Linked DNA regions of Mus musculus: all the other regions are linked to region 4. Evidence: chromatin contacts called from public Hi-C and promoter capture Hi-C data. All regions are on one chromosome and are shown on one strand. The core of a region is the stretch at or near the end of the contact, and the rest is flanking DNA. Distances in the headings are between cores, read along the strand shown. Region 1 overlaps Adcy5 (adenylate cyclase 5). Region 2 overlaps Hacd2 (3-hydroxyacyl-CoA dehydratase 2). Region 3 holds the start of Hacd2 (3-hydroxyacyl-CoA dehydratase 2). Region 4 holds the start of Pdia5 (protein disulfide isomerase associated 5). Region 5 overlaps Hacd2 (3-hydroxyacyl-CoA dehydratase 2).

Region 1 (5,453 bases), core at 1,086-3,585, 260 kb after region 4:
TCCTTCTACTACCCCAGCTTCGAGCATCGCCAGTGTTCGCCAGGGCAGTGTGACCCAAGCTGCACATTAGGGAGAGAAATTTGTCAGCGGGAGGAGCAGAGAAAAGAAGATGCTCAGGGAAGAGAGGCCAAAACAAGCTAAAGAAATGGCACAGGCAAGGGACGGAGCCACACTCACTGGCAGAGTGTCTACCAAGCATTCAATGGACTCCGGGTTCAACCCCCAGTAGTGCAGAAACTGGGTGTGGCCGCTCGAGCCTGCAATCCCAGTGCCCGGAGGTAGAGGATGAGCAGACATTCAAGGCCATCTTTGACTACATAGTGAGTTCCAGGCTGGAGGGACCTGAGTTGGGAGCTGATGTCTCCAGGGAAAGGGGGGCTTTGGCTTATATCTATTCAGGGAGGGGATAGTTTGGAGTCAATGAAACATTGATTTGAAAAAGAAAAAAAAAAAGAGGTGTATTGGGACTGGAGAGATAACTCAGAGGCTAAAAGGACTCAAGTTCAAATCCCAGCACCCACATGAAGTTTCATGAAATTCTGAGATCCACTGCCTTCTTCTAGCCTCCACGGGCATTGAATGCATGTGGTGCACAGATCAACTAAACACATGCAAAACACACCATACATATAACACAAAACTAACTAATGAACTGAATAAATAAACAAACAAACAAACACTAAAGAAAAAAAGATCAGGTATGATAGAAGCCAAAGGGAGAAATTCAATGGAGGGTAGGGGAGCCAGAATCAGGTGCTATGAGAGATGTTGACCTCTGTGCCCACAGGTGACCTCATAGAAAGATCATGTAGAAGAGAGGGCAGCCTTGGGGGCTCAGCAGAGGTCCAGGGTGAAGGCCACTATCTCAGGGTCTTCAGGACTTGAGAGTCATGGCTAAGAATAGCCATGGCATGGAGAGAGGGAGGGGGGAGAGCAATGAGGAGAGCAAGGCCCCCACAGGGCCGTGCTGTCCACCACAGTAGCCACAAATAGCCATGGGCACTTGGAATTTCTTGTACCTCTGGGTATTTTGTTGTTGCATTTTTTTCTTCTTCTTTAGCTGATGGGAAAGCTAACACTGTGCATGTGGCCCTCCTTATGTTCCTCTTGGATGGCACTGTTACTGAACAAAGAGAAAGCCGGGGGGAGGGACAGAGCATAAGCTGACTTGCAGAATAGTACGACTGGTGGTCCACTGTCGAGACAGAGTGGCCTGCCTCTCTCTCTATCCTTAGGGATCATTTCTGAAGGTCCAGACCCAGCTGTCTGGTTCTGAGCAGTCTTCAGAGGGCAATGTTAATGGCAGCCTCTCTTTGCAGCTCACAGAGCAGCAAGTGAGGTGGCAGAAAGAGGAACTGGTCGTTGGGGGGCTAATGTTTGAGGTTAGACCTCGGGTCTAACCTCATCAGGTGGGGACACACATGTGATGACAGAAGTCTCCAGGTTTATGTAGATACATTACCAAGCTAGACATCAACTTCTCTAGCATGCTGCAAAATGGGAGAATTTCTGGAGGTGCCTGAATTTAAACTCATGGCAGGGAAGGGGCACCTCTCTGAGCAGTGAAGTCTCCTGGAGGCCACTGTGTCTAAGCTTGGATCTGAAAACAATGAACACTGTAGCTCTGGGCAAGTCCCGTTCCATTGTAAATGTCAGCTTCCATGCATATATAGACAGGAAAAGTGGAGGATTAGCCAAGGCCTTCGCCCCCTGGAAAAGTCCACCTGGGCCTCCGACCGCCTAGGAAGGGCACTTTACAGTCTTATCAGTATAAAATACAAGTAAGATGCTACTTATAGGATCCTCTGAAACCCCTAGTTTATCCCTGCCGGCTGGCTCCCCAGGGCACCACTGACTTGTAGCACACTGCACAGCCCACACCCACCTGGCCCATCCTGGATCTGTGGGGAATCCCAGAGGAAGCCAGAGCTCTTCAGAACCAATGCCACGCCAAGGCTCCTGACGACATTGTGGGAACCATGAAGACGGGGCAGTGTGGAAAAGCAAAGACATTCCCACATTAGATAGGGTTTGAAGGAGGCGGCGTGTGAATGAGAAGAGGCTCAGGGGCTGAGAGGCGCCTTGGAAACTCAGCACAGTGGCCTCACCCACCCACCAACGACTACTGCAGCTCCCTGACCTCTGGCAGAAGGAAGAGTTTGCTCTGTGGCCTGGCAAGAAGGTTTGTGGGAGAGAAGTTTATTTATAATCCAAGTGCAATAAAGTTTCTCTCTTCCAAAAAATCTCAACTTGGAGAACAATTATCCTCTCCCAGGCTCGGCTTCCTCCTCCTGCTTCCACCGAGTCAGACAAGCGCTCATTGTTCTGCGTGAGCACTGGTGACAGTTGAGGGGGATGGGGGTGGTGGGGGTGGAGGGAAAGGGTTCAGGGGAGGGAAATGCGGCCGCACCTAAACGCCAACTTCCTGCTTCTACCCTACAGGTGAAAGGCAGCACTTCCAAGCTTTCCCATGCACCCCTAACTTTTTGCCCACCCCAGCCACCTATATCCCTTCCCATCTCCTCACCTCCAGGGATGGCAAAATGTGTTTTCTCATACAGCTCAAGCTAGCTTCAAACTTATTATGTAGCAAAAGACAAATTACTGATTTCCCTCGTCTCTCCCTCCAAGGGCTGGGATGACAGACATGTGTCATCACCCAGAGGCTGTGTAGGCACTGGAGACGCAACCCAGGGCCTCCTGAACTCTAGATAAGGATTCGACCAACTGAGCTATATGCCCAGCCATGGCCAGTCAAAATGTGGGAAGGCTTAAAAGAAAACCACTACAGAGAAAGGGAAACTTCCAGCCAGCCATTCCCATCCAACTGCAAATAGAGGACAGACTGAGGACAGTTTCAGTGAGGGCTGTCCTGGATGAATCCACTGCCTCATGGACAAAGGGGCACCTGGTGTTTCTCATACTAGGCCGTATTGCCAGCTCTGCCAGGTGCTTCAGCAGGGAATTTTGGGTTCTGAGAGTGCCCGAGGTGAGGAGACACAATGGATGGGATGCTATGTTGAGAGCCAGGACATGCCAAGTCCAGCCTTGTGACTTGGGAAAAGCATAAAGCCTCCTGGAAGCCACGTAGCCTGCATTCATCTCTACGGTGGTACTGATGACTCCTGTAACAAGACAGTGTGTACAGGTGTCAGGGGTGCGACACAGCATGGGCTGGGGCTAGCAGTGCTCCTAGTGATTGACCCAGTGAGGAATGGCTGAAGATGCCACCGGGTCTGGCTTGGCTTCTTTCTGTACTAACCCATCATGTCTCCATCATTCTGAACGGAGGCAAACACACAGCGGGTACCAGTAACCCCTTGTCTGCTAAGCCAGGGAATTGAAGGCTAACGGATCCTTACGAGGTCTCAGATATCCCAGCTTACCCATGAAGAACGTCCCAGACCTGCAGTCAGTGTTGCCTGACCCTGATCATGACATGGGGCCCAGAGGGGTTCCCACCTGTGTCAAAACCAAGCAAAAGCTGCTCAGATGAAAATAGTACATACTATGGCCACTAAGGGCTGGAGAAGAAATCTCCATCATCAGAGAGATGAGCCCTAAGACCTGTCTGTATGTCCCTTGAGTGGGAGGATAGCTCTGCAGCCTCATGAAAAGGCTTGGGAATAGCAAATGATCTGATCTGGATTACAGACTGTCTGCTCTCTCTCTCCTTCCCTGCCCCACCCCAGGACTGGCCGGTGTGGCCAGATCCTCCCCTCTCTAGGCCTCAGGAGGTTCCTTCTTATGAAAAGCAGGAAGAACACAGCACATGGGTTTCAGCTGTTCCTGGAGGACACCGGCATCCTGGGTCTGTGGGACTCCTCATCGTGATGATTCAGCTTCTCTAAGCAAACCCACGGGGCTCTGCCCCGTCTCTGGCAGCTGTGCTGCCAACAGGATGCAGGCAGGTGAACGGGTCTTGTGCCGAGGCTACAGGAGCACCCCTGGCCTGCTGCGTGATGCAGGAGGAATCAGACTCCCTTGAGGCCAATGACCTCCTAGCCTGGGAGCAGAGGGCCACCGTTAAACCGCACCATTCCTGATGGAAACATGGGGAAAGCATCCAGGGACAGAGTGTGGGTGACGCTCCCCTATACACTGCCTGTCTTTCTGCTCCCTCTGCTCCAGAAGATGTCTCAAGGTCTCTGGAGGTCTGCTTCACGGGCCATAATCACAACACCTCTTCTTTAGGTAGAGAATTTAGAACCTTCTGGTTTAAAAATAATACACTTGCTTAAAGGCTGTGACAGAGTATGGTAGTTTGTCCAACTCAATTTATTGTCCCTTCTTTCCAAAATAGTACACACTTACCAAGTGTGACTCAGCGAGACAATGCTGCCTAGTCCGGCCTGGCGGCTAGGTATGGCCAAGTGATGGTGTTCAGGCAGGGGTGTGAACAGAAGTGACACGCGAGGCTTCCACATCACTGCTCATTCCAACTTCGCACAAGCCCCACCCGGTCTGTCCCAGCAACCCCCAACTGCCATTTTCTTCTAGACTGGAACACAGATAGTCTCTGACCTAGCTTTCCCCGGGGTGACGGTGGGGTTGGGGGGGATAAAGAAAATGGACTCAGGTAGCATAGCAGGGCAATAAAGGGAAGAAGAGGGTTACTAACCTGGACCAGCCACATGGGGACTATCACACAGAAGATATGAACTCCTTCTGAAAGCCACCCTACCCTACCCCGTGACTGTGGCAGTATCTCAGCCTTGCCCCTCACTGGCAAGCTGTAAGCAGAGAGGTTTCCAGAACTCAGTCTGCAGGTGGCAGCCTCCCCTCCCCCAGTCTCACTTCAGCTTCCTTCTCCTTTCTTCTCCTTTCTGTGCACAGCACACAAAGCCGGAGGAAACAGGCGTGGCTGGGGATGTGAAGACTCAAAGCCTCTCCAGACACCGACGAAGGCTTCTGGGCAGTAGTCCTGACAAGAGCTGGGACCAAGCCCAGACACAAAGCAGACATGGAGTTCATGAAGGAAGGAAGCGCACGGTGGCTGAACGCTGCAGGTGGGGAGACAGGGCCCCGAGGAAAGAGGACACGGGCTCTGCAGAATGTCAAGGAGACGAAGCACGGTGCGAGAACAAACAGAGCTCGGGCCTCAGAGAACCCAAAGCTTAGGTAGGGTCTTCAGTACTTCACGTGATGGCTGTGAGTAACCTGGACTTGAATTCCTCACCTACAAGACAAGGACGGTGCGAGCTACTTCTTGGGGACCGTGAAGACTCAATAAAGCGATCATCTAAAAGGTTGGAGAAGCAATTCTTCCACTGTCTGTCCGGGCTTAGATGGACGGGGAAAGCAAGATTGGGGAGCCCCCAACTCACACACACAATGCCAACCCCCTGCAGCCAGGGGAGGGCATCAGGCTCAAAGCTGGGTGCTTCATTAGAGGATGTCCCAGGAAAGTGACCCACGCCCAGACACACACCCTGAGCCAAGCTGCATTCCGA
Region 2 (5,558 bases), core at 1,782-4,281, 430 kb after region 4:
GGCTCCCGAGAGTTTATGGGGGTGATCCTAGCTGAGAGATATGGAGAATGAAGTGGCCACCTCCTGTAGCCAGATGGGACTCCCAGTGGTATGAGGGGAACACCAAACCATTCACAAAACCTCAATCCAAAATTTATCCTGCCTACAAGATGCACAGGGATAAAAATGGAGCAAAGATTAAGGGAATGGCCAACTAATGTCTGATCCAACTTGAGACCCATCTCAAGGGCAAGAACCAATTCCTGACACTACTACTAATACTCTGTTATGATCCCAGACAGGAACCTAGTATAACTGTCTCCCGAGAGGCTCCATCCAGCAGGTGATGGAAACGGATGTAGAGACTCACAGCCAAACTTCAGGCAGAGCTTGGGGAGCCTTGTGGAAGAGTGCAGGATAGAACTGAAGGAGTCAAAGGAGTCAAGGACACCACAAGACCTACAGAGTCAACTAACCTGGGCCTATGGGGGCTCACAGAGACTCAATCACCAACCAAAGAGCATCCAGGGGCTGGACCTAGGCCCCACACACATTTGTAGCAGATGTGCAGTTTAGTCTTCATGTGGGTCCCCTACCAATTGGAGTGGGGGACTTACCCTAACTCTGTTGCCTACCACTGGATCCCCTTTCCCTAACTGGACTGCTGTGTCAGGTCTCAGTGGGAAAGGATGCGCTTAGTCCTGCTTTGACTTGATATCCCAGGGTGGGGTGGTACCCAAGGGGGACTTGTCTTTCTCTAAGAAAAATGGAAGGGTGTGATGGGGGAGAAGTTTGTGAGGGTGGGGCTGGGAGAAGAGGAGGGAGGAAGTCACAATCAGGATGTAAGTGAATAAATAAATAAGAAAAAAGTCACTTAAAGGGGCACAAATAAAAGAATGAACAAAGGCGACTGGGCAAATGGAAACAAAATAAGGTGTAGGTCATATCCTAATACCAGACAAAGTACAATGAAAGGGGAACAGCAGTCAACTGTGCCATCTGCAGTGGTACATGCCTTCAACCCAAGCTACGCAGGCTGCAGAGCCAGGAGGATCACACATACAAGGCCAGGAAGAACTGTTTACAAGACCTCACTAAAAATCAAAGTCAAAAGGAGGCTGAGAATATAGTTTAATGCAGTGTACTTGCTTAGCAATGTATAAAGCCTTGGGGGATTCAAGCCTTGTGTGTGTAAGAGAGAGACAGAGCCAGAAAGAGAGACAGAGACAGAGACACAGAGAGAGAGAGAGAAGAGACAGAATTTAGATGTATTTTATTATATAAATGTTTATCTATGTATGTCCTACTTTGGTGTCTATTACTGCAATAAAAACCCCAAGATCAAAAGAAAGTTGGGTGGTGGCACATGCATGCCTTTGCTTCCAGCAGGTGAACCTCTGTGAGTTATAGTCCAAGACAGCCAGTGCTACAGAGAAACCCTGTCTCAAAAAGTGAAAAACAAACCAAAACAAAAGCTGATGGCAATCCTTCTACCTCCCACAGCAACCGTTTTTGCTAAAACAAAAGCCACAGGAGATCCCAGGGAAATGAGATGACATTGATAATTTTAGGGCACTTTAATTGGCCAAATGAACAAAATATATAAGCAATGATATAGAATAGCTGTTTTAAAAAGAGAATATATACTGAACTTTATATCTGTAAACAAAGAAGTATATATTCCTTCAAAATTATCCGTAAAAACTGAGTTGATAAAAGGTTTCTCAAATTGAGTAAAAAATATAATGAACTAGGCTGGAAAGATGGCTCGGTTGTTAAAGGCAAGGCTCACTACCAAAAAGTCAAGAATATGATAAACATCATAATCCCGGTCAGGTCAGTTGGAACACAGCAAGACTGCCTTAGTTAACAAGAACAAAGATGCAGAGAGGTTGCTCACACATCAAGTGTGTGTTCCTTTTATTTCAGGATTTACCTAGTCAACTGTCACAGAATTAAACAGCAAGTAATTTAAAAAGTTGAAAAAAACAGAATTTCTTTTGGGATGACAGGTGCATGCATGACACAGCACATACATGGAAGTCAGGGACAACTGCGGAAGGCCGTGAGTTTCAGGAACTGGACACAGGTCAGGCTTGGTGGCAAGTGCTTCTACTCACTAAACCATTTTGCTGACCCCAATAATTCTTTTTCTGAAAGATGACTCAACAGATGTTACATGTCTCATTTTGGTCTCTGGACAGTGTTTCCACTTTCACTGGTCTGATCTGGCTTTTGAAACTAAGAATATAAATAGAATGTTTTCTTGACTTCAGACTGCCACAAACTGTCTCATCGGGAATTTCTAAAGTAGAACACTTGCTTTCATGGACAAACCAAGCTGTGTTCAGCTTAAAGATATAATTAAGAAATATTGGACAAGGCCCTCCCAGATAATACACAAAGTTCTAGTTGTTTCATTATTTCCATCATTGATGACTGACTCAAGAGATAGCAATATAAAAGCACCTACCCATACCCCCTTTCTCTGCTGACTGTTCAATCAGCTTCAGCTAGCGGTTCATACTATACATTTTTATTAGAAAAGACTTCCCAAAGACTATCCTCTTTTAAAACAACGGTGCCCTCTAGTGACAACTGTGGGAAAATATTCTAGAAAACTGAATCAGTCCTTGGCGCCTGTCATACAGGCATTAGGGCGTGAATTAGATCCCCAGCAGCCACATGAAAGCTGTGTGTGGAGATGGATGCCTACAGTCTCAACGCTGAGATGGGAGGAGACAGGCAGATTCCTAGGGCTTGTTAAACAGCCAGTGTGGCTGAGCTGGTGAGCTCCAGATTCAGTGAGAGGCCCTGCCTCAAAAAGGTGGAGGGAGGAAGATGTCTGATGTCAGCCTCTGTCCTCTCTATGCATGCATGCACCCTACCCAAAGACATGCACACACTGCCTCAGTTACTTTTCTGCAACAACAATTGTGTACTAACAAAAGCAATTTAAGGAAGTGTTTATTTTGTCTCAGTTCAAGGTACAGTCCACCACAGTAGGAAAGCTAAACAAAAGGAGCAACTGCTTACACTGTCTGTGGTTACGATGAAGAAATCAATGAATGTTGTACATGGCTGGCTCACTCTTCCCTTTTTACACAGTCCAGGAGCCCAGCCAGGGAATGGTACAACCCACAGGGAGTGGGTCTTCCTACTTCAATGAACTTAAGATAATCTCCTATAAGCATGCCCAGATGCCCACTTCCCAGGTGATTCCAGACTGTCTCAAGACTAACCACACATACAGAGAAAAAAAACCATAAAAATAGTGTTGATTTTACCCCATTTCTGCTTTCTTAAATGACTTTCAAAATGCACCAAGAATGGCAGTGACACTACTATGCTCGCAGTGCACTTGCTGACACTCACACGGGCACACTGACACCTCCAGCACATCCTCGCCACTCAGACCACTAACTAACCTTACTTATGACATGGGTGAGGAGGAGGAGAAATTTTTAATACCTTCAAAGATGTTTGCAATCACAAACTCGGGCTTCTCCTTCAAGGGCAGCAGAAGGAAGCTTCTGGGCTCTTTTCACAAAGTAGCCTTCTAAACTGCAAGTGGGCACAGACACCCAGGTTTTACATAGACCTTGGATACTGAATGCTCATGAGGTGCAGGCAGCCTGCACAGCCCTGAGCAGCTGCCTTGGGGTCCTAAAGAGCACACTCTACTTCTCCCCTCTTTCTACGTTGAGGCATGTTTGTGCAAAGCAGGGAACAAGTAGCAGAGCTGGGTGTTCCTGGCAAAGTAGGTGCTAGAGTGCAAAGCTAGAGGTGTGAAGCAGTTTATTCAGAGAACAAGAATGGAAATCTTGTGCAACAGGAGCAGAACATGTAGGTGCCAACACCACTTTTTTTCTTTTGTGGGTCATGGGAGGAAAATATATCAGGAAGCAACAGAATGAACTAGAACAAGGAGGCTAAGCCGGTGTAGTCTGAAGGAAGCAACTGAGTTGGCAAAGGTCTCAGTTCACTTAGTACTATTCTGACAGAGCTATGCAATGCGGATGTGGCCCACCACTGCATTTGAATAAAAGGGGAAGGCAGTACCAGAAAGGGCTAGAAGGCTAGCTCTGGCAACCTACCACCCACATGGCTCTCCATGGTGGAGCCTGGAAAGCCTGAGTCTCACCACAGCAACAGAAAAGTAACTGAGAGGGGGCAGGGGGCAGGGGCAAGGGGTGGGGTGGGGTGGGGTGGGGTGGCGGATGGATGTATGAGTACTGGGATGTGCATATCACGGTACATGTGTGGCAGTCAGAGGACAACTTAAGGAATTGCTTCTCCTCCTGCCCTGGGTTCCAGAGATTGAACTCAAAAGACTTCAGGCTTGCCTGGCAAGTATTTTTATCCACTGAGCCATCTTGTTAGCCCTTAAATTTTTTTTTTTGTTGGCATGTGGGTGTGTGTGCATGTGGCGGGGGTGGGGGGGTGGGGGTGGAGGAGGAGGTAAGATGTCCTGTCTTCCTCTACTGATCTGTCTTATCTGTCTGAGACAGGGTTTTTCTCATTGAGCCTGAAGCTCCCCATTTCAGTAGTCTGGATGGCCACAGAGCTTCCAGGATCCGCCTGACTCTGTTTCCCGAAGCTGAGGTTATAGACATGTACGAATATGCCTGGCTTTCTACATGAGTACAGGGGATTTGAACTTAGATCTTCATACTTTCACAGCAATTGGTCTCCCCTACTGAGCTATCACCCTAACATTTAAATGATCTGACTACTGACTATTATACGGGATTCAGAAAAATATAACACTGTACTATTCTCATATTAATAATAACAGTCATCACTTTACTGAGTAATTTTCAACCTACAGACACTGTTGCATGCTCTGCTCTTGCCCTGTTGACATTCACAATGGCAAGGTCATTAGCTCCTTTTACTCAGACAGAAATGAAGGTGTAGAAGATCTGTATTACTCCCAGAAGCCACAGAGCTCACAAGCACTCCCAGCCTGATTGAGCCAGATTTTTTTTCATTAATTTAGAAGAAGAAGAAGAAGAAGAAGAAAAAAAAACCCAACATTTTAAGGCTGTAAATTTCTAAAAGACTAAGTGCTTGTAGTAAACTCCCAAAATGGCAAGAGAAAATAAACCACTATTCCAAAAATGAACTAACTGCAGTTTTATGAGTTGAAAGAAAGAAAGAAAGAAAGAAAGAAAGAGAGAGAGAGAGAGAGAGAGAGAGAGAGAGAGAGAGAGAAAGAAAGAAAGAAAGAAAGAAAGAAAGAAAGAAAGAAAGAAAGAAAGAAAGAAAGGCAGGCAGGCAGGCAGGCTCTCTTTAGGTAAATGCTAAAACAACTTATTTTATTGTTATCATTAATTATTTAACTGTCCCCAGTTGGTTTTTGCCTGCCCAAAAGAGTTCCTGGCAGCCAATGGCTGGCAGGGAGACAGAGGCGGGACTTTTAGGATCCCCAGAAGGGACTGAGGGGAAAGAAGTGATTCTGCCATAACGAGGATGGAAGATGGACCACACCAGAAAGTTGCAGGAGAGAGATACAGCAGACATGTAGGGACAGGAGGAAATGGGCCCCAGGAGGGCTGCCTGCAGTTGAGGGAAAT
Region 3 (5,495 bases), core at 1,614-4,113, 470 kb after region 4:
TCTGATAAACCTGTCTGCTGAGAACAAGGCCAATGCAAAGGGAATAAGTTATTATGGTCTTTGTGCAGTGAAATCAGGTCCCAGAAAGTCTAATGGAACGAGGGGCTCAATTTTAATTGATTTATGCTGTTAAAGGGTCTTTAATAATATTTAGACGGGAAAAATACTTTAAACTATTTTATACAAGTGCCTCAGTGGGACAGGTCCGTATATCGTGATCTTATTTAAATTACATACAAAATATGAATAAAAGTTGCCTTTGAAAATGGATAGTTTTCAATTTCTCAAGACCAAATGAGAAGAGATCAATAAGTGTATTGATTAGAAACCCACGAAACCAGAAAGCACCAGGACATCCAGTTGTGGGTCTTACCTTTCTGCTTGACCTTCCTCCTCAAAAAATTAATATTAGGCCTTGTGGCTTCCTGTTAAATTTTATAAGGAAGCAAATGGAACCTGGTCATTAAGGCCCATCTCAGAAAGAGCAGATTCAACTAAATGTACACACTCAACTAGGCAACAGTATATATGTTCTACACCTACAAACTATCATAGAGGGACATTAAATAAGGGTTTATAACAGAAGAAATAAATTCCTTACTAGCTTAACTGGCCAGCATGGGCAGTAACAAATTAATGTTCAAGTTGATTAAAGCATTAACTTCCCTCTCAAAATTCCGATTTCTGGGCTGGAGAGATGACTCAGTGGTTAAGAGCACTGACCTGCTCTTCCAGAGTTCAGTTCCCAGCAGCCACATGGTGGCCCGCAGCCACCTGGAATGAGACCTGATGCCCTCTTCTGGTGGGTCTGAAGACAGCAACAGAATACTCCCATACATACATAAGTAAGACCCTACTCCTCATTCTTGTGTTCATCGCCCAGAAAGGAGGTCTTTCCTCATTAGAGGACTGTGACATCGCTCTTCAATACAATGCTTCTACCAACATCTTTGCTAGAACAGGAATCGTACATATATGTGTATAGAGAGAGTTCTAAATGTTCTCCTAAAAAAATAATAATCTGGGGACATTTATGAGAACAACAACTTGTAGCTGCAATAGTTCTTTATTGACTTAAGTTTAGATCCAGGGATTTTGAGAACTTGTATAATCACATGCAAGCCTGTGTTCCTTTCTTTTCTTTTTCTTTTTTGTCTTTTTGGTTTTGTTTTTCTTTGAGACAGGATTACACTGTGTAGCCCTGGCTATCCTGAAACTTGCTCTGGAGACCAGGCTGTTCTTTAACTCAGAGATCCACCATGCCCAGCCTGAGGGCATGTTGTTTCAACACCTCCTATCTGCAATACTAACAATCAGCCTACCACCCTCCAAGCCTATTTCTTCATTAAAAAGCAACATAATTTCTTTAGGCTTACAACGTTTGTGCAAGTGTGTATTATTGGCCTGTGCTAATACCAGCATCTGAGGAACATACAAAATTAGCTGATTCAAGTAAAGTGATTTGAAACAGGGTTTCACCGTATATATGCATTTTGTGTATATTTTAAGTTTTGATCCCTGCCAACGTATTTCCTACTGTAAAAGATAATTAAGAATGGATTTTCAAAATACAGTTTTAAATTTTTTCTGTATACTTGAAAGTCTTACAAAAAAAAAAAAAAAGCCATAGTGCTAGCACAGTAGTAGAGTACAAGCAAGTGTGAGGCCCTAAGTTCAATCGCCAGCACCAGTAAACAAACGGATGAATGCTTGCTAGGGAGTCAAGAGTGGTGTGGCACAGGCCCCTGATTCCAACAGTCACAAGATTGAGGCAGGAGAATCACAAGTTCCAGGCGAGCCAGGACTACATAATGAGTTCTGGTCAAAAAGAAAAAAGAAAAAAAAAAAAAAAAAAAAAAAAAACGGGAAAAGAAAGAGAAAAGGGAAGGGAGAACAGAAGGCAGGAGAAATTGCACCTAAGAAGTTTTACGACTTAGGAATTTCCTGACAATTTAAATTTATATGGTGATCCAGCTCACCAAAACCACCGGATTGCGAAACTGGATTCACCTAGCCCAACTCTACCTAACTGGGGGGGAAACAAAAAAACAAAAACAAACAAAAAAAAAAAAAAACCAAACCCACTAGAGACCCAGAGAAAGAAGCAGGTTTCTTCAAAGTCCCAGGGCGAGTTGTGTGAGAACTGGAACTAAAAGCCCTGCTATGAAGAGACAGACTTGAAATGGGGTAGACACCATCCCCAGAGTCGATTCTCTCCCTATCTCAACTTGCCCCAAGAAAATCTAAGTAATCCCCCTCCAAAGTCTCCGCCCCGGTCTCGGACCGCTCCGGCTCGGGCGGCTGGCGGAAAACTTCGACCACGTTCCTACCGCCTCCCAGACGAACGCTCCCGCCTGGGTTTTGAAAGCGGCCGCCTAAATGAATGATCTCCGCAGCCAGGCGGGCTTCCTCGCCGGGCTGGGGAAGTGCTGACCGGCCGCCCGGGGCTGGCCTCCGCGCCGCGCCGCGCCGCACCTGTGGCCCGCCCGCTCGCCCGCCCGCCCGCTCGCCCCGCCGCGGCCCTGACCAGGCAGCTCTGCGGCCAGCCTGCCCCATGCTCGCCCCGCGGCCGCCCCGGGCTGCGGGTCCGACCCCGCCGGTCACAGAGCTCGCTCCCCGCCTCCCCGGGGAGGGAGCTCCAGCCTCACCCCGCCGTCATCACCACATTGTAGATGACCAGGTACGCCGTGGCCACAGGCCCGGGGCCCTTCTTCTTCCGCGCGCCGCTGCTGTCGCCAGCCCCGACTCGGCCACTGCCGCCCCCATTCCCCTTGGTCGCTGCAGTCGCCGCCGCTGCCGCCATGTCAAGCGCCCGCAACCCCGCTCCCCTCGCGCCTGCACCTCAGACCCAACTGGGCTCTACGAGGGGGCGGAGGAAGGGACGAGGGAGAGGCGGGGCCGCGGCACGGGGCGGAGCCGGGACAGCGCCCACGGGGGCCGCCATCTTGGATGAGGGCAAAGACGCTCCAGGCGCTCGTCTCCGTAGCCGCCATCTTGGATAGGGGTAATTTCCTCCCAACTTCCGGCGCACAATCCGTGTGGGCATCCAGCGCCAGGTTTGATCAGGTTAATGTGAACCTGGGCCTCACTTGTCAGGCCTGTTCTTACGGATAATTTGTCTCTGGTCATTTGCTATCTTATGACCATCTCTTCCTGCTGGATCCAAATGATATGTCCTGGTCCTCGGTAACTTTAGCCTCTACCAGGTACCAGGTATCTTTACCCCTGTACACAGTTGCCCAAGTAGCTAGAGGGTGATTGACGTCAGTTAAGCTGTGTGTCCTGTTCAGAGAGCAGAAGGAACCAGCATTTTTGTAACATATTATCTTTCTCTTCTAATTGTAGCCAACTCGGGGAAATAGCCTTCAACAATTTCTTCCCTGTCTTTGGATTTTTTTTTTTTTAAACCTGCTCTCTTGGACACTCCCAACAGTCTCTAAAGGTTAGCCAGTTTTTCTCCATTTGTAGGCCTGCTTTTTATTAAAGAGGATTAAGGTCAATCAGTGGTTAGTGGTGGACCTTGTAAGGCAGTAAAGAGTTGTTTATACCTACAGGTTATGGGCTAGGTGGGAGGGAAATACTTCTACTGAGTTAGATCAGAAATAACTTCTGAAAGCTCCTTTAATCTGCTGACCCCACTCATTTCTTTTTTTAGTACTTTCTTCATAAAAAGTACCTTACTATCAGTGTTCATAAATATACTGGCATTTATGTAATGTAATAAAATATGTATTGATTCCAAGAAGTACTTGTGGAGCATATACAAGGTTGTATTGGAAAATATACATATTTCAAAATAAATGAAAGAAACAAACGTCGTCAGTCTTCAAGAGATTACACAGAAGGATCCAGGAATGAATCGATATGAATTAGCTGGTGAAAAGTGGTATCAGAAAATTATTACAATGATCCAGGTCACAATGATAGTGATTTAAGCCAGTGTGATAATAGTTGAAGTGAGGAACATTGAATTCTCAGAATATTTTAGAGTTAGTGAAATGTGTTGGGTAGAACATTTGGTTTTAAAGGAAGGTAAAAGGAGCATTCAGATTGCTTGGGAGAACAAGCTGTAAAAAGAAGTAAGTTTGAGCTGGACGGTGGTGGCTCAGGCCTTTAATCCCAGCACTTGGGAGGCAGAGGCAGGCGGATTTCTGAGTTCGAGGCCAGCCTGGTCTACAGAGTGAGTTCCAGGACAGCCAGGGCTACACAGAGAAACCCTGTCTCCCCAAACCAAAAACCAAAAAATAAAAAAAAGAAGAAGAAGAAGTAAGTTTGAAGGCAGAAGTCAGGACTTTTATGTTTAGCTTGAAATCCTTTTTAGAAATGTAAGTGGAAATGTGGAAGAGACAATTAGATTTAGACTCTGAGGTTCAGGAAGACCTGCAGGCTAGAGATTTGAGAGCTTCAGGATGCTAGGATTGAAAGTCATGATGCACCCCCAGAAACTGAGAGGTAGGAGCAGAGAAATTGCTGAATTCTCATCCTTACCTGCTCTCAAAGACTGTAAAGACATCCTGCTGCCTTTTCCCCTGACTTTTAAAAGAACATGTGAAGGAGGAAGGTACAGGTTTAGTTTTCAACATCCCTTACTCCATCATCTGACCTCAAAAATCACCAAGCACACACATGGTACATATACATACATGCAGGTGAAACACTCCTACAATAAATAAATCTTAAATAAAATAAAAACCAAGCCAAAAAAAAAACCCCAAAAACTAAAATCCAAAAATGCAAACCACCCCCGCACCTCTCATAAAGGAGTGAACTATTTTTCAAAACAATCATTCACTTTAAAACTCTCATTCATTTAACTGACTCTCTTTTCAGTATAATACAATAGGAAAGTAAGAGTCACAAAGGCATAAAGTTGGAAATCAACTTAAAACTCAGAATATATTTTTGTAGTTATTTATACCCATCAGCTCTGCAAAGTACAGGTGATCTTTTTAATTACACATAAATATCACTGGGGAGGGGAGATAGAATAGATTTTGTGGGTTGACTAGGAACAAGTGGGGATGGAAACAGGATGGGTCAGATGAGGGGTGAGTAGAGGAAGAGAGTCCTGGGAGAGACTACTGGAATTGGGAGGCATTTCAGGAGCAAGGTAGAAACTCCATGCAATGGAAACTCCCAAGAATCATAGTGATGGGGAATATGGAGCCTGTATCAGCCATCTGATGTAACCAGGCAAGACTTCCAGAAAAGGGATTGGGTCACCAACCTAGCCACAAAACCTTCAACCTACAATTTCTCCTTTCTGAAAGTGTGCTGGGGTAAAGGTGGCTCAGAATTTGTGGGAGTGGCCAATCAATGACTGGTCTAGCTTAAGAGCCATGAGAGGAGAGGGAGCCCAATGGACCTGACACTCCCTGAAGGCCAGGAACCAGAGCTGGATAGCCCAGACAGACACCTAGGATAGAACCAAACACAACCAGAAAAAAAAACAAAGATCAATGAGACAATTCTTACTGAGACTTTACTATACTTGT
Region 4 (5,913 bases), core at 2,048-4,547:
CACTTCACATCATCTCTACATTACTTATGTCACTTAATGCAATGCAAATGTTATGTAAATAGAAGTTCCACTTCAATGTTTAGGGGAAAATAACAAGGAAGAAATCTATGCAGGCTCAGTATGGCTAAAGATCTTTTTGCAGAATTTTTTAAACCCACAGTTGGTTGGATTTGTGAGTGTCAAACACATGGATAAAAACAGAATAAAAAATGCAGACCGGCCAGGCAGTGGTGGCACACGCCTTTAATCCCAGCACTTGGGAGGCAGAGGTAGGCGGATTCCTGAGTTCAAGGCCAGCCTGGTCTACAGAGGGAGTTCCAGGACAGCCAGGGCTGTAAAGAAAAATCCTGTCTCAAAAACAAAAACAAAAAAGTGCAGACTGTGGTCTGTGCAGGCAAAGCAGGGACAGAAAGCTAGGAAATTAGGAGGCTCAGGGAGGTTAGGGTGAAATTGCCTTTTATGGTTTGCTGTGGACAAGTGACAGAGGAGAGCTCTCAAGGATTAGAACGTGCCAGTCAAACAAAGGCCTGGAAAGAACAGGAGGTAGGAGCTGCTCCTGGGATGGGTCCCAGGAAATACTGCTATGAGTGACAGCAGCTCAACAAGCCAGAGTGGGACCAAAATCTGGGAGAGGTCTAAAGGGCAGACACAGGGCTGCAAGTCATGGAGGAGTTTGTTATTACAAGGCAGTGGTTCTCAACCTGTGGGTAGAGACCCCTTTAGGGGTTGGACAACCTTTCACAGAGTTCACATATCAGATATCCCTCATATTGGCTATTAACATTACGATTCATAACAGTAGCAAAAATTACAGTTATGAAGTAACAATGAAGATAACTTTATGGTTGGGGCGTCACTATAACATGAGGTACTGTATTAAAGGGCATGAGGCACTGTATTAAACAGCATTAGGAAGGTTGAGAACCTCTGGTCTAAGGGAAACAGGGAACCATTGGAAGGCTTTGGGGACATGACCAGCAAGACCTAAGTGACAATACCGTATGGATCATTAGGAATAGCAGGCACAGAGACTGCTGTTACCTTCACCAAGTGGGGCACACTAGTGACAGCAGGTGTGACAGAATGCCTGTATTTTGGAAGTAGAATTAACAGAACACAGTAAGGACTTAGATGGGTCTCTTGAGAAGGGGTGAGCCAAGAATGACAGCTAGGTGTGTATGGCCTTGAGACTTTAGCCTGACCGAGAGACGGAACTTGGAGCCTGCAGGTCAGGAGCAGCAATTGTTCCTGGGTCAGGTTATTCTGCATAGTCTTCCACCTCCACAAGTTCCATTTCAGCTGGCCTAAGGACTACATCAGCAGTCTCTACTTAAGATGCAACTCTCTGTTGGGCTAATTACCCAAGTCATCTTCATAATCAATAAAAGCAAGTGACTTAGGACACAGCCCTATCTCTGGGGACTTACCCCAAAGCAGCACATGCAACAATTTCCTGAATAACATTGATGAAACAATGAGATGGTTGCTACAATGTGGCAGTTAGCTCCCATGTACAATGTGATGGTTGCTACTGTGATGCTGTGAGCACTCCTGACACAAAGTGATGTAGGCTTGTGTGTTTGTTTACACACAGTGTTTCTGGAAGGCAAGACAGCTAAAGACTAACAATGGGTATGCACTAAAGGTAAGGAGTAGACACCTGGAAACTGGGGGATGAGAGAGGCTTTAGACAGCTGGCAACGTTTATTCAGGGAATATCTCCCAACTCCTCAATGTGCACTTCCTCTGTCCATTTTATTATTCTCCATTTGCATCCTTATGACGGAGTAGTTGTCCAACAAACATTCCTAAATGAAGTGACAAGCTGATGGTGCGCGTGACAAAGAGGATTCAAAAGAGGATTTTTTGTTTTGTTGTACATAAAAGACCTGTCTTATGTCTATGGGTGTTTTTTTTTTTTTTTTTTGTTGTTGGTTTTTGTTTGTTTGTTTTTTGGGTTTTTCGAGTCAGGGTTTCTCTGTATAGCCCTGGCTGTCCTGGAACTCACTTTATAGACCAGGCTGGTCTCGAACTCAGAAATCCGCCTGCCTCTACCTCCCGAGTGCTGGGATTAAAGGCGTGCACCACCCTACCCATATGTAGGAGTACCACAATCATATCTTGTGCCCTTGGAGATCAGATACCCTGGAATTGGGGTTACAGGATGGTTGTTAGTTGCTATGTGGGAGCCAACAGCAGCAAGTGCTCCTAAATAATGTACCCATTGTCCAGCTCCCATTTTACATTTTTTGTTCAGGTAATTAGCATTCATTTAACATCAATTAACTATTTAAATGATACAGTTTGGTGGCATTTAATACATTCATAATGCTGTGCTGCTTCCCCTTTTATCTAGCTCTGAAAGATTTTCATCCTCATCAATGGATTTCTGAACTGAAATTCCTTTCCTCCATTCCCCAGGTCAGAGTAATCTGTTTACACAAAATGCAAACAAACAAACCAAAAAAAAAAAAACAAAACCAAAACCATTTTTTCCAATTTTTGTATATTTTATATAAATGCAATCATACAATATACAACATTTTGCATTTGGCTTTTTAAGAATCAGCATCATATATTTTTGATATTTGTTAACATGGTTGTGTGAATTTCTTTTTATTGGATGAATAGTATTCCGTTGTACCGGTGTATATCACATTTTCTGTATTTGTCTTTTGAGGATATTTAGACTCACTCTTTCTTTCTTTCTTTCTTTCTTTCTTTCTTTCTTCCTTTCTTTCTTCTTTGACTATCATAAACAGCGCTGCTAGGAACATTGGTGTGCTAGTACTACTTGAACACACTTTTCGATTCTTTTGAGTATATGGTTAAGGAGTAAGGGGATAGTGTGGTGATCTATACTTAATATTTTTTGGGCTCTCTAAATTGTTTTCCCGACACCTCAATAATGTTTTGTCAAGGGGAAAAAAAAAGCCTCGGGAGCAGATGGCATTTTCCATCCTCCACAGGCCATCATAGACTTTACAATTAGTACCTACAGTCAAATGACTGGAATTCTCTGGGTTGCCTGCTAATCCTCGGGGTGGGGAAACTAACTTCTGGGGGCAGAGTGAGTTGTTGGTTCTGATTCTGCGGGCACAGAGCAAGGCTCCTTAGTGAACAACTGTCCCTACTCCCCAGCCTCCCTGCCCCCCATCCTCACAGCTGCTACTCTGCGTCCTCAGGCAAAGTCCGAGGCAGAGGCATCCCGAGCTTCTCGTGAACTACAACTCCCGGCAGGCTCCTTCCCGGGCCGCCTCTCCTAGCCTGGTGCGCATGCTTTGGCAGACGTGGCACCGGGAACTCGGAGGCGGGGAGCGGCTGTGAAGTGGCCGTAGCTGTTGGCCGAGGTGGAGCTGGCAGGCGTGCGCGGGAGCCGGGTGCAGACGGCAGGAGGCGGCGGGGATGGCGCGGGCGTGGGGGCTGCTACTGGCGATTGGGGTGAGGCTGTGGGCCGGCGACACGTGCGTCCCGCATGGCCGTGGGAGCGCGCGGTCCGGGTTGGTTGGGGGCGTGCTCGCCGGGTGGCAATAGGGTCTTTGGTCCTCTGCTCTCCACTGGGGCCGGGCCGGGTGATCCCTCTCTCCGGGTTCGCGCTCCCGCACAACTTTGCGGGGACGCAGGTCTGGGATGTCCTTAGCCTAAGCAGGACTCCCCGGGCGGTGCTTGCACCTGTGTGAGTGTGGGGTGGAGGCTGCCTTCCACTTGCGCAGCAGGAACACTTGCTCGTGGGTTGGACCCCCGGAGAAAGGGCGCGTGACGGGTTGGGTGGGGTCACCACCTCCAAGAGTTCTGCTCCCACGGTGATGCCGGCTCCAGCCCCGGCCACTTTCGAGCTGTGTGTGTGGCGCCCTGGATCTGTAAACGTGTCTGCGTTCCTTCTATGAGATGGGAAACCGTAAAGATACCCGCTAAGGAGGTTGTCAGACGGGTCGGCTGAGGAGTCGGTGGAACCAGCTCCGGAGACTGCAAAATGATACCGGAGTGATACAGAAGTGGAGGAGGGGTGAACCGTGGTGCAGACTATGTGGGGATGGGAGGACTTTCCCGAACAAGCATCCCCCGAGAAGAAGTGGGGACTGGGGACGGGTTTGCCCCTGGGGCTGAGGTGTGGTTGTGGGTGTGTGACAGGATGTAGTTGCCTTCTTCCACATCTCTCTCGTAACTTCTTGTCTCCCTTGTGTTGGGTCCATCTCCTTATGGCCACCGCCACTATCACCAAGTTCGGAAGACTTACTTGCCCCTACCACTCCACTGTTTTCCCTTTGGGTGTGGCAAGGATGCTGGGCAGATGGGGGGGGGTGTGGTGGAAAGGGAGGGGTGATTAGATCTAAACGCTTGAACTCCGCAGTGCCCTGTCCTTTGGGATCACCAGTTAAAGGAGTGACATCGAGTTTTCTGTTATGTGGAAGAAGGTGTCAAAGGAAGCTCCCTGTTCCCAGTTCTGCATCCTCCGTCTAGGAGAGATCTAGTAGGTTACCGCGAAGCTTTGGGGTGCTGGTGGTGTGCCATGATGTTTGACATAAGTTTCCTGGAGCCAGTTGGGCTGACTCCCATCAGGATGTCAGTCCTTGAACTCTGAGGGAGGAGGGTTTTGCTTTCTTCCTTTTTCCCTCCCTTCAGTAAAAACAAGAGCCCAGGGGACTGACCTTTTACTCTGTAAACATTTATCAACCACATTGTTTGCCACCGGGTTGAATTTTGGGTGGGGAGCAAACTACACTCTGCGCCTGCCTTCAGGTGTTGCCCTCGGCTGAACAGCAGTCAATCCTGTGAGCAAATACTGTTCGAAGGACAAGAGCTAATACCCTAACTGCTGCCAGCCTGCCACAGGAGAGCCATACATTATCTGAGGTGGAGAGTCCCCACAGGGAGAGGTCACATCTCTGAGAGGGAGAGTCTGCCAAGGGAGAGCCCCTGGGGCCTTATTGAGGTGGGTGGAGCAGAGTCCAGGAATTAATGTGTTGTGGGTATTTCGGAGGTCTGTATGTACCTTCCCCTCAGGCAATGAGGAAGAACTTTGAGGTTTGCCCAAAGCACCTGGCAGCTGGACGTTCCTGAGCCTAGAGTTAGCTCCGCAAATACAAGGTAGAGGGATGAGAGCCTGGAATCCGCAGCAAGTGACTGCGGGTTGGGCCTCTGTGCATTTAAAAGCTATGTGGATTTGATAAGGGCTTCCTACATCCCTGGGAGCAGTTTGACTTCTTTGTTCGCTCTGTATTGACTGAAGGCCACTGGGCGTGGCCCAGGGTTTTATGAAAATGGATTTAACTGGGTCTGATGGCATGGCTTTGGAATCCCAGCTACTTAGGAGGTTGAGGCAGGAGGATGGAAAGTCCTGTTTGGACTACAAGAGTAAGTTTAAGGGCAGTCTGGGGGGCAGAGGGCCAGCCTAGCATGCGCTAGATTCAGTTCTTAATACTGTACAAAAGAAAAGGAAAACAATTCAGTATCCCCTGTATGTGGTCTCACTGTCAAGTTGGAAGTCATCTGTGGTCAGTAAGAAGAAAGGTGGGGTCTGATGACCTAGCTTGGATGATACCGCACTTGCCTTGTCTATATGAGGCCCTGGGTTGGATCCCAGCACCACGTAAATTGGGTATGGTATAAAGCCAGGCGATTGGGTCAGAGAGCCAAGGGCATCCTCAGGATTTCAGGCCAGCTACCATGACTTAAAAAAAAAAAAAGTGAGCATTTTACAAGACGATATTTTGAGAGACCACATTTACTTTTATCACCAGCATAGTAATAACAGATGTATTTCATTATTTTAATTCAGTCATAATACTGTATTATTACTTATTTTAAATCTCTGCCTAGTTTATAAATTAAACTTGTTCACAGGTATGTATGTATGTATGTATGAGAGGAAAAGCCTCTATGTTCTGTACGACCTGTAGTTTCAGGCATCCA
Region 5 (5,712 bases), core at 336-2,835, 420 kb after region 4:
CTGGAGATGATGGCAAAGTCTAGCACCTGTAATCCACAGAGACATTTAATAGCTTTATAGACAATCTGTTTCAATGGTCTGTCCAGGAAATCTGGAATCTTACAGAATTGCTTCGTTTGAACTCCAAACATTTTTGGGTGCTTGCCCACTTGCTTTGGCTGCCATCGTAATAAGCAGAAGAGTGCTCACTGAAGCAGGTGAGGCATCAATCTTGAAATAATCAATATCCACCTGTATCAGCAGGGTGAGTCAACAGCTGCATCTCACTTACTGAATCCACATGATTGCCCATTTAAGACGTAAGGAAGGAGCTAGGCCTGCTGGTACAGGCCTGTACTTCTAACCATTCAGGAGGCTTGGGTTCAGTGTGGGATGAGTGAATGCAAGGGTGACGTGAGGCTGGGGAGGTGGTTGAGTGGTAGAAGGCTTGTCTACCAGGCACAAGGCTCTGTGTTCAATCCCTAGCACTAGAGACAAAAGGATGCAACTGAGAGACAATGAGGAAAGACTTTAGGTTACTGAAAATACTGGCAAATAATACTAGGAGTTACTGATTACAATGAAAAATATTATAGTATAAATAGGAATAAATACACGTAAAAATATGTGTAAAAAGAACTCTGTGGTATTATAAGTAACACTTTTCTAACTCTGTAAGAGCTAAGAATGAGAACAACAAGCTATATATAATACTAGAATTTATTTTCTTGTTTTAGATTTTTAAAATGTGGTTATTAAAAGTAGGTACACAATTACTTTGCATTCTTCCTGCATAGCAAGTTTAGACATCTTCAAGGAACAAGAGACTGACTGAAAAGTAAAGCTTATGGACCTGCTAATTCCATGGGACTATAATGAGATGACAGCTGATCAATCCAAGTTGTTTAAACCTTGCCTAAGAACTCATTAGATATGTACATTTTTACAGGTATCTCATGGGCCAATTAAAAAAAAGTTTTAAAAAAAACCATTATTAGTTGAAATATGAACAGAACTGTCAAAATAAATCCTGACAAACGCCAAGCTTTAACAAGGATTTCAGAATAAAGGACAAAGAATACACAGATTAATATTAATAGATAAACGGTCTCTAGAGCCCAAAGGGATCGAATGCTGACATTGGTTGACAAGTGTAGAGACTGTAAGCTAGAGACGAATGTTGTACCTGCCAAAACTCTCCTCCAGGTAACATGGGAGAAAACTGACACTGGGGACAGCAGCGTCCTCTCAGAACAACGTGAACCCAAACCAGAGCTTGGTTATAGATCACACCTGAGGGGATGATGGCTTTCTCCCCCAGGTTCTGTCTGGCGCTGGGTGTTCCTGTATGAGCCATCCATACCTGGAGCACATGGCAATACCTTTAACCCAACTCAGCGGGCTGGAAACAAGCTCGCCTTTCCTGGTCCCATGAAAACAGAAGTGTTCTTGAGAGTGAGCCAGTGCCCCATTCTCTCCAAATGCAGAAACCAACACGCTGGCTATAGACAAACATCAAGTATACAACTGGGTTGTGATGCTGTGCACACCCTACCTCCGTGGGAACTGAGACTGTAGGTCTTCAACTCTGATCAGCTTTCTATTGAGCAACAATGCAGATAGGGCTATGTTTTCCACTTTGGACCCAATTGCAACAGTAGACACCAGCTATCAGCTTTAACTTGGTTACTTTGAAATGATCTGGAGATCTGATTTCAGCCATAGCAAACATGTAGGAGAAAGCTCCCTGGTGACTGTCAACGTTAATTTTACTCACCTCTTTGACACTATGTGTCACTGCCCATATTAGGAAAACTCTTGACATCACCTGGAAAGAAGTCAGGACAACAGAAGATGGCACAATCCCTGAAAGAAATTTAGGATGTATAAATAGAGGTACTAGACTAAGTTTTATCACATAATATGCTTTCCAAAACTTTCAAATCAAAATGTCTATAGTCAATACTATCTCTAGCAACTGGAACTTACCTATGCAGCTAGAAATTAAGTCTGGCAATATATTCACCACTAAAACCTTTTTTCTTGACACAAAGCAAACAGTGTTCATGACAACTGAGGAATGGCTACCTTTCTTTCTTTAAGCCTACAGGGTTTTGAAACCTTACAAACCAAGCCAAGCCACCAGCCAGGGAGATACCGATGATTCACTTTCCAATATGGCTGTCACGATCCCTCTGCAGCTGTGAGCAGGAAGTCAGTCCAACTAGTATTTAACAAAGTTGAAAGTTCCTGGGTATCAACCTTGAGTATTTTGTCAACAAGCCTAGCAAAATCAAAGTTTATTATCTTTAAAAAAGATTTTCTCAACTTATTCCTTCAATGTACTTATTAGTTTATAACACTAGAACATCTTTTCTGTTAACCTAATCAAATTCTGCTAACCTAATATTTCTCTGGCTTCAAATGCTACAACCATAATCTTTACCTAGACACGAATAACCACTGTCATGTAGCATGCTTGCCTCCTATAACTATTTAAAAGCCCAATAACCCATGACCTAGAAACACTCTTTTCTCTTTGTGACTTTAAACTATCAAGGACTTGCTTCTAGAAATAAGATTTGGAAGCCAGCAATGTCCCTGACCTCTGGACGACTGCCAATGCTTATTCTTAAACCTGCTAGACCCCTGAGATTGAACCTGAGAAATTCTGTACCTGCCAGGAGCCACCATCCCAGTCAATGTGTTTGCTTTAAAACCAACCTCATCTTCAGCACAGTCACTGGTCTATCCTACACTATCTCTATTCTTCAGACTCCCTAAACTACTAAAATACTGTCTTTTGTATAACAGGACAAGTTACAACTTGCCAAAGACCAGGCCAGAGTCAGCTGGAGCTCCAAATGTCACCACAGGCTTAGAGCAACAGGAAACCACATTACAACTCTTTAAGAGATGCTATTATCAGCCAGGCAGTTGTGGCACATGCCTTTAATCCCAGCACTTGGGAGGCAGAGGCCAGCCTAGTCTACAGAGTGAGTTCCAGGATAGTCAGGGCAACACAGAGAAACCCTGTCTTGAAAAAAAGAAAACAAACACACACACACACACACACAGAGAGAGAGAGAGAGAGAGAGAGAGAGGGAGAGAGAGAGAGAGAGAGAGAGGGAGAGAGAGAGAGAGAGAGAGAGGGAGAGAGAGAGAGAGAGAGAGGGAGAGAGAGAGAGAGAGAGAGGGAGAGAGAGAGAGAGACAGACTATTATGCTAACAATAGATTTGAAGAAAGAAACTTTGTAGCTTTGAAGATAGCCTGGTTCCCCAAAGCAAGTAGCATGGGAATGTCAAACACAATGTTTGGCATACAGACTTGTTCAGTAAATCTCTGTAGAATGAATGGAAGAAAATATAAATGCAGAGACAGACAGGTAAGTGGACTAGATATTGAGTCTGGACAAGAACCTTCACCTTTAGTCACTTGTTTTTCATTAAGAGTGTCAAACAGTTCAATAGAAAAATGAGTGTATTGCCAACAAACCAGGACAACGGGTACTTACAGGTGAACAAAGGACTTACACATTAAACCTGACTCGGGAGCTAAGGAGATGGCACAATGGTTAAGAACCATTTCTTGCTTTTCCAGTCTGATTCTCAGCCCCATGTCAGGTGGGTTACCCAGGAAGTTCTGCAGTGGAGAACCTGAAACCCTCTTCTGGCCTCCTTGGTCACCCTCACACATGTAGCATAAGCACACTGACACAATATAGATTTAAAAAAAAAAATCCTAAGAAAAAAATTAACTCAAGGCTGGGATGTGCACATGCACACACAATTTATTTTCCCACAAAACTTGTTTAAGTGGGAACAATAGTATCTATCAACAGATGAATGGGTAAACAAAATGTGGTATGCTCTTAAAAACAAAAATTAGTAAAAACAAACAAACAAACAAACAAACAAGCACAGGGCTAGAGAGGTGGCTCAGGAGCTAAAAGCATTGGCTGTTCTTCCAGAGGACCCATGTTCTATTCCTAGAATCCACAAAGCTGCTCACAGCTGCCTGTAACTCCAGTTCTAGGGGATCTGATGCCCTCGACTGGCTTCTGAGAGCACCAGGCATGCAAGTGACACACAGATCCACAGGCAAACAAAACACCATACACATAAATAAAAATGAAAAATAAAGAGATACACAATTGAAATTCTCAAAGAACAAACTAAGAGTAAAACAAAAGGTAAAAGGAAATGAGGTACTGATGCGTGCCACAGTGCTAGTGTAGTAAATGTCACCTTTCAAGATGACTATGCTGAACTAGCTATAAAGTCAATGGCAAAGACCGCAGTTTACATGACCGAGAGTAGATCTGTGGTTATCAGGGACTGGAATTTTGGGGGAAATAGGAAGTAACTGCTAATAGATTTCCTTTTGGGGTAATGAAAATGTTCTAACATTGACTGTGGTAATGGTTGCACAACTCATTATACACTCTAATGGGTAGAGTATATCTGAATAAAGAGATGTTATTAAAATAAATGAGTGAAGTACAAAGGCTGGTTATAAAATTATGTAACACAGCTAAGGATGCTGATCAGTGAACCAAATATTTAGTGAACATACTTAGCCAGATAACACCGAGTATGCTTTACAAGAGGGATGGAGAGTTAACATTTTTATGGGCAGCCAGCATTTGTTGCTTAAGGAAAGATGAATGTTTCTAACTGCTGCTGCTGCTCCAGCTCCTCTTCCTCCTGCTCTTACTCAGAGACCACCTTATTAAATAAAACTATGCCCCTTGCATTTTTGCCCTTCTTATCTGGCCACTAACCAATGTGCTGTGCTGCTGAGCTGCTGGTATTTCTAGCAACACTCCAGGATGCTGCTGTATCACAATTAGAAGCTCAAAACTGATTTCATCTTACTCACCAGCAAGAATTGAGCTTTGGGAAATTGGCTTATATTAATCAAACCATGCAAGATGCTGTAATAATCCAAATATCCATTTATTCACCTGTAACAGTGGCATAGCTTTCTAATAACCAAATGACAAGGATTGTAAAGACTCTCATCTGTTGCCAAAATCAGAATGCTTACAAGTGTGACTTTAATCGCCGGGCGTGGTGGCGCACGCCTTTAATCCCAGCACTTGGGAGGCAGAGGCAGGTGGATTTCTGAGTTCGAGGCCAGCCTGGTCTACAGAGTGAGTTCCAGGACAGCCAAGGCTACACAGAGAAACCCTGTCTCAGAAAAAAAAAAAAAAAAAAAAGCAAAAACAAGTGTGACTTTAAATAAAGGGTCTGGAAGAAAACTGGAACTAACTGAGTATTGGAGTCCCCTTTCCCCACTCCACACCAATGATGGAATCCAAGCCTGTGCAGGCCAGGCAGGCACTCTACCTCGGATGTACATGCCATGCCCACAAGGGATTCTTTTACTTCATTTTAAGATTTATATATTTTATGTGTATGAATGTTTTGTCTGTATGTGTACATGTGTGCCTACCATCTGAGGCAGTAAGAAAGTGTGCAGGATCCCCTGAAACTAGAGGTATGGGTGGTTGTGAGCTACCATGTGGGTGTGGGGAACTGAACCTAGGTCCTCTGCAAGAACAAGTGTTTCTTAACTTCTGAGCCACCTCTCCAGTCTCCAACAAGGGATTTTTTGTTTGGTTGCTTGTTTTTGAGACAGGGTCATTCTATGTTGCCTTGGCTGTCCTGGAACTCACTGTGTAGATCACACTGGCCCCGAACCCACAAAGACCTGCCTGCTGAAATTAG

Evidence for each region. Promoter capture Hi-C pulls out the DNA fragments that hold promoters and counts their contacts. A called contact is a pair of places that touch in the nucleus more often than the background predicts.
Region 1: a contact with region 4 is called in a promoter capture Hi-C map of the C10 cell line. The contact joins the enhancer-like site here to the promoter of Pdia5 in region 4. A contact is called at or near these places in 2 of 39 promoter capture datasets (the C10 cell line and cranial neural crest), 1 of 484 Hi-C or Micro-C datasets (nephron progenitors), 1 of 115 datasets of contacts at active chromatin or transcription factors (embryonic stem cells) and 1 of 9 other capture datasets (pancreatic islet).
Region 2: a contact with region 4 is called in a promoter capture Hi-C map of liver, with 2.6 times the contacts expected there. The contact joins the enhancer-like site here to the promoter of Pdia5 in region 4. A contact is called at or near these places in 4 of 39 promoter capture datasets (cranial neural crest, hippocampal neurons, liver and 1 more), 1 of 484 Hi-C or Micro-C datasets (nephron progenitors), 3 of 115 datasets of contacts at active chromatin or transcription factors (embryonic limb bud, extraembryonic endoderm stem cells and microglia) and 1 of 9 other capture datasets (embryonic stem cells).
Region 3: a Hi-C map of granulocyte-monocyte progenitors shows a contact between it and region 4, with 5 times the contacts expected there. The contact joins the promoter of Hacd2 here to the promoter of Pdia5 in region 4. A contact is called at or near these places in 3 of 39 promoter capture datasets (the 3T3-L1 cell line, hippocampal neurons and neural stem cells), 1 of 484 Hi-C or Micro-C datasets (granulocyte-monocyte progenitors) and 3 of 115 datasets of contacts at active chromatin or transcription factors (embryonic stem cells and extraembryonic endoderm stem cells).
Region 5: a contact with region 4 is called in a promoter capture Hi-C map of liver, with 2.3 times the contacts expected there. The contact joins the enhancer-like site here to the promoter of Pdia5 in region 4. A contact is called at or near these places in 6 of 39 promoter capture datasets (the HPC-7 cell line, epiblast stem cells, hippocampal neurons and 3 more), 4 of 115 datasets of contacts at active chromatin or transcription factors (embryonic stem cells and epiblast stem cells) and 1 of 9 other capture datasets (embryonic stem cells).

The regions. Positions count from the first base shown.
Region 1 is chr16:35,229,198-35,234,650 of GRCm38.p6, reverse strand. The region is part of intron 1 of Adcy5 (adenylate cyclase 5); the gene reads right to left. Gm46550 (a long non-coding RNA gene) reads right to left here. Exons shown (of 3, transcript XR_001781915.2): 2 at 2,725-2,727. Among named protein-coding and RNA genes, the nearest start is that of Gm46550, 2.8 kb to the right of the region's middle. Within about 2 kb of position 2,335, at least 25 of the 459 cell types and tissues checked have an H3K27ac peak or open chromatin away from gene starts, as enhancers often do.
Region 2 is chr16:35,053,539-35,059,096 of GRCm38.p6, reverse strand. All of the region lies in intron 3 of Hacd2 (3-hydroxyacyl-CoA dehydratase 2), which reads right to left. Among named protein-coding and RNA genes, the nearest start is that of Hacd2, 34 kb to the right of the region's middle. Within about 2 kb of position 3,031, at least 65 of the 459 cell types and tissues checked have an H3K27ac peak or open chromatin away from gene starts, as enhancers often do. A contact at or near this core is called in liver and microglia, where this site is marked.
Region 3 is chr16:35,019,789-35,025,283 of GRCm38.p6, reverse strand. It overlaps Hacd2 (3-hydroxyacyl-CoA dehydratase 2), which reads right to left and starts at 2,863. Exons shown (of 7, transcript NM_023587.2): 1 at 2,649-2,863. The coding sequence starts at 2,803. It overlaps LOC105246106 (a long non-coding RNA gene), which reads left to right and starts at 2,939. Exons shown (of 5, transcript XR_876048.3): 1 at 2,939-3,213; 2 at 3,346-3,442.
Region 4 is chr16:35,488,257-35,494,169 of GRCm38.p6, reverse strand. It overlaps Pdia5 (protein disulfide isomerase associated 5), which reads left to right and starts at 3,297. Exons shown (of 17, transcript NM_028295.1): 1 at 3,297-3,441. The coding sequence starts at 3,406.
Region 5 is chr16:35,071,739-35,077,450 of GRCm38.p6, reverse strand. It overlaps Hacd2 (3-hydroxyacyl-CoA dehydratase 2), which reads right to left. Exons shown (of 7, transcript NM_023587.2): 4 at 1,757-1,845. Among named protein-coding and RNA genes, the nearest start is that of Hacd2, 52 kb to the right of the region's middle. Within about 2 kb of position 1,585, at least 6 of the 459 cell types and tissues checked have an H3K27ac peak or open chromatin away from gene starts, as enhancers often do. A contact at or near this core is called in liver, where this site is marked.